2 separate regions of the Gossypium hirsutum genome follow, and region 2 is linked to region 1. A link is a contact called in public Hi-C data. All regions are on one chromosome and are shown on one strand. Each heading gives the region's core, a stretch centred on a gene start, on an enhancer-like site or on the middle of the called end of the contact. The rest is flanking DNA. Distances are from core to core; before and after follow the strand shown.

The links. A called contact is a pair of places that touch in the nucleus more often than the background predicts.
Region 2: a Hi-C map of leaf shows a contact between it and region 1, with 7 times the contacts expected there. The contact joins the promoter of LOC107938199 here to the promoter of LOC107936436 in region 1. A contact is called at or near these places in 13 of 34 Hi-C or Micro-C datasets (callus, fibers, hypocotyl and 2 more).

Annotation. Positions count from the first base shown.
Region 1 is chrD10:63,124,074-63,126,773 of Gossypium_hirsutum_v2.1, reverse strand. LOC107936436 (protein ALP1-like) reads right to left here and starts at 1,387. Exons shown (of 2, transcript XM_016869162.2): 1 at 917-1,387. The coding sequence starts at 1,055. It overlaps LOC107936465 (protein SOSEKI 2), which reads right to left. Exons shown (of 4, transcript XM_016869194.2): 4 at 2,167-2,700. The coding sequence ends at 2,342.
Region 2 is chrD10:63,334,157-63,336,856 of Gossypium_hirsutum_v2.1, reverse strand. LOC107938199 (anaphase-promoting complex subunit 8) reads right to left here and starts at 1,273. Exons shown (of 4, transcript XM_016871283.2): 1 at 1,035-1,273; 2 at 389-695. The coding sequence starts at 1,120.

The DNA of each region.
Region 1 (2,700 bases), core at 138-2,637:
TACTTACGCTGCTAAATATCACCTAGTTTCGAGATGATCTGTATGTGCGTAACATATTCGTTCTTCACAGAACACTTAATAGATTACTTCATAACAACAAAACCAAGGTTCGATCAAAATGACATATTGCAATAAGAAATTTATCCGAGCATGGATATCAGTCATCTGATTGCAGTTCAATGAAGAGACATTTTACATTCAAGCAACAAGCAACACCGAAAAAGAAGCTAATTGTGCAGTGACTCAAAAATTTGTTCTGCAAATGCGAGTAAAAGGGTCAAAATAGAGCTCGGGAGACCTGTTGCTTAGCCTTTCAAGATGCACATACTTCATTTCTAATACTTAGTCCATACAGGTTTATATCCTAGTAACTATAAACATATGGATTGAACTCATGTCCTTAAGAAAACAATGCCTGTCATGATAAACCATCGACGAACAGAGCTGGTGAAAAGCGCAACATCACAGGCAGACAAAGCACGAATACAAACTGCATTATACCCAAAATGTCTCAAAACATCAATCTAGTCACTACAGTTGTGTTTTCAACCTATGTCCTAAAACAGAAATTTTATCAGAAAACTTTCTAGACAAAAAACCTAACAAATGCCTCTTGGAGCACTACATAGGACAAGCCAAATTCCCAGCAATGAAAGCAATCCACAAAACCAAAATACGATATAGATAAAAAGCTTCAAATCTTGCAGATAATTTAAACCCAGCAAAGCTCCATCTCATACCATTCAATCAAATTAAAAGAGACCCATTTGGACCCAAGTCATGAAATTTCATTAAACATAAAGCAAAACCCAACAGCAGCCTTTCTAATAATCATTTATATACATGTTCAAGCAAAACAGAATCAAATGCCTTAAAAACATTGAGGAACAGTAGAGAAGTATGTTATTTACAATACCTGAAATCCTGTTGGAGAACTCATCCCACCAATCCAAAGGCTGAGATTGAGACCCTAAAGAAGAAGGCAGGACATTGTGGTCAACCACCTTCTTGTCTGCGGTTTTTTTCCTTCTCTTGAACCCTTTAATGGGTCCCATTGAAAGAAACCCAACCTCCCAGATGAGTGTTTAAACTTAAAGGAACTTGAAAGAACCCAACAACAAAGATCAAAGGAACTTGTGCAATGATAAGTGGGTGAATGAAGAAGATTGAAGAACCTTAATAAAGTTCTTTGAGCACACAGAAAAAGAAGGAAAAAGCAAAGACAAGAAGAGTTCTAGGCACCATGTAGGAATAAGGCAACTGACGTGAAGTGATTTCTTTGGTTGTTTAAGGAAAGACAATCTGATGGGTGCAAAGATGAAACTAGTTTATAGCCTTTCAATGGGTCATTGACCTCAAGCACCACCAGCTTGTTACTTTAATTTTTTTTGTTCTTTTCCAATTTCTTATTAGTGAATATTTTTGGGATGGTTTATTTTTTTTAAAATTTTTTTAATTTTTTAATATAAATCAACAACAATATGTTATCCATTCGAAGTTAAATGAAATAAAAATTTCCGATTTTTAGTATGTATCAAGTGTTAGATACAAATTTGGTTACCACGAATATATTTAAATTTTTTAAAAAATATTTCATGATCCTTCAAAATATTATATTATAGGCCATACCTAAGTATATACTAAATACAAATACATGAATATGATTTTTTCCTTTAAGAGGGTAAAGGCATTGCCATATTGGTCCTAGTCCATTGAGTCTAACTACCCATCTCTGTGGTCCATTGAGTCTTGAAGCCCAAATGCTATTCCTTCTATGACATTGCAAAAACAGAATTCTTTTTCATTTCATAAATGGTGTTTTTGGGTTGAACCGGGTTTAAATATGGGATTAATTGTATTTTTATATTTATTTAAATTCGGTTTAAAATGTGAGTTTAAAATTTTTCACAAATTTATTTATATTTGTAAAAGGTGTTACTCAAGTATATTTTAATATTAAACAATATTTTTATTCAAACCTAATTTTTGAACTAATATTTTTATTCAAATCTTTTTAAATTTTGGATGAGTTTTCATATTTAAGCAGATAACTCATCTCATGAACAGGTTGATTACCCATTATCATTAAAAAGAAAAGGAAAAGAAAAAGAAAAATGGAAATATGGCAAATAATTACACCACAAGATAATCAAGAACACAAGACACTATCCAAAGTTCTAGTCTTAATCCATTATCTTGTTCTTCAAATAACATTGAGTTTAGATAAAAGATGGTGTAGGCAACATTTTCTTTTCACCTTCATGAAACTGAAAAAAAAGAACATTTTAACCATTTTTGCATCATGATTCATAGCATATTACTAGTTTCTCTCATCAACTCATCAACCCCTAATTTCCATTGTTTCCAAATCCTTGACTCTCTTTGATCCACAAGTAATCAATTGCATTAAAACCGCAGCTGCTTTGATCCTCCCACTAGGACGATCATTTTCAACGCTTTGATCTCTAATATCTGCTGCTATGTTCATACTTTTCAGAATTTCCGAATTCGAATTCGAAGACGGCCGAGAATCCTGCACTTGATTGTTTCCCATTTCATGGTCTGTCTGTGTTGACACACTGTTGCCTTTGCTGCTAAAATCCCTACTGGTTTTAGCCTTATAGATTTTGTGTTCATCATCAAGCTCCTTGAATTCACTCCATGAATGATGTTTCCTTCTAGTTTTTCCAGCAACATTGG
Region 2 (2,700 bases), core at 24-2,523, 210 kb before region 1:
AGCCCAAAAAAAGAAGGAAAAAGGGTAACATAATTGTCCAAATAAAATACTTGCAAAACCTCAATTTTCATACTTTGAAGCAAGGATAAGCTTCTTCATCGATGAAGAAAAATTAATCACCACAACTTATTCTCCTCCACAAGCAAGCTTCCACTGTTATAATAGGTTATAGAGGTACAAACAAAGCATTCATTCACTAAATCTGGTGTTTGTCAAATCTTATTACTCTAGAGAAAGGCGATCAACTAAAGCATACCGAACACAATAATTGACATTTGAACTAGCTGTGACATCATCAGACTCAATTTTACACAATCAAAACCAGGGAGCATAAGAACAGCAAGTCATTTAAAATACTATAAGACTGCGAAATGAGAAGTGAACAAACCAGATAAAGAGCATAACATCGCAAGAACACGGATTTCTTTCCAGTTTGATCCCGAAGCACATGAGCGGCTCTCCTATATTCTCGGCAATCAAAGTATGACTTGGCAAGAAGGTAAAAGTCGCCATGTATGGCTTCATCTTCCTCCATCACTGGAGTGGACACATAGGCAACACCAGTGGGAGGTGTGGAAGTAATCTCATTGGTGCGGAACCTTCTGCGTATACTCGAGCTTCCACGCTGAAATCTCGTGTTTGAAGGCGTGAACTTAGCTGGGTCTTGCTCGATTCCGACAAGCTGTTCTGCTGCCCTGTAAATCAAACCAACCAATGATTTATTGCTCCCAGAAGACAGCATAAAAAAACATAACTTTATCATTAAAAAAGCACATTGAAAGGAAAAGCAAAGCCAAAATTAGCAACCCAGATTAAGGCATTGGACTCCCAAAGAAAAAAGTTCAGCTCTACTTCAAGAAGCCAAATAAAGCACCATTTCCAAAGTGTTCTACAGATCTTCTAAGACCTAAAATGCTAAGAGATTCAGAGAAATGGGTTCATTGTAAAAGAGTAAAAAATTCAATCTTTCTTATTCTTCTTCATCAAAAAGCAAAGAGAGAGTAGCGTGGGTTTAGGGTTTTATGAAGGGTTACCATTTGGAAGCAGAGTAAAGGCAACGGTCGCTGAGTTGGCGAATAGCAGTGCGGAGCTCGATTCTGCAACTTTCTTTAGAACTCATTTTTTGGAAAAACAGATTTGGGGACTGAATTGAAATGCTAATAACAATGATGAAGCTGCCACCCTGCCTTCAACATCTCTCACTCACTCCAAACAAATTTCAGAGTAGAAATCGTAGTTTTTTAATTTGCCTGATTTGATCCATCCGCGCCCAGCATTTCGAAAAAAAAGAACCATTATTTATTCCAATTGGGCTTTGACAGCCCAAAACGAGAAGCTCGCTGTTATTATTGGGCCGAAAGATAAAACTCTTTGTTTTGTAACAATGGCGCTGCTCGGGGGATCTCATGGGTCTTTCTTCTTAAATGGTAGGGAAATTCCACCATTTGTTACTAAACTATGGGTAAGTTATCTTTACCTTTCTCTTCTACAGTTTAATTTTTTTCATGAAACAACTTTAGACATTACAAATCTACAAGTCAAAATTCAAACAGTTTTTTTCTCCAATTATCGACACTGACCATTAGATCGACTTGGATCTAAGGTATATTCTTTTACTCGTTGATGGGTATTGATCTACCATACCAATCATTGAATCACCTTTTAGAGCTCATTGGCGGAATTTTTTTAAAAACTTAACAACTCAGTGACTTAAATAAAAACTTTTAAATAGTTCAATAACCAAATTGTAAATTTTCTTAGTTAAGTGATAGAAACAAAAACTTACCCCTAATTTAATGACGAATGGTTAATTTACCCTAAATTTGAAGTGTTGTTAAGTTTGTAATTAATGATGTTTGAACCGAACGGGATTGGCCAGTCAAATTGAGAACCGATTAGGGTACTAATCCGAAGAATGGCATTGAACCGGTTGAACTGGTTAAAAATCGATTGTATTGATTTGGTCGATTTTTTTAAATTTTAATTTTTTTTAAATTTTTATTAATTTTAACCGAACTAGATGAACCGATGAACTAGTGATTTGACCAATTAAACCGTTGATCAAATTTTAAAAACATTGGTAACACTGATTGTGCCACTCAAAGTGTTGTAACAATTAACAAGGTTACCTCCAAGTAGTCATAAGAAAAATGGGACTTGATGAAAGATGGATCTCACGGGTCTTATAGAGTTTTTAATGGCATTACCTCCGAGATCATTGTATTTTCGAGGGGACAGGAAGGAAACCTTGTATAATCCTTTTTTATTATTACCATTACAATATCAAGAAGGGAAAGATATTTTTAAAAATATTTACTTCTTAAGATTTTTTATTTTTGAATTTTAATTTTTAAAAAATAATTTTAATAAATTTGAATGTGACATGGCACATTCTGATTGATCAGACATATTGTGATTAACGCTATGTGTTAACTGATTTTTTAATGTCATTACAAAAATGAGATTGAACTAGATAATGATGGTAGTTCATATAAAAAAAATAATTTATTAATAATTGGGGTTAAAATGGAATATAAAAATTAAGTTATAAAAGTAAGGCGTTGTTTGATAAATTAAAAAATAAAATATTAGAAAATTAAGTATTGAATTTAAGTTGTATATCTATTTAGTGTATTAATTAAAATTAACTACAAAATATAATTAAGCTATTTAATAAATATAAATTTTAATTTATGAATT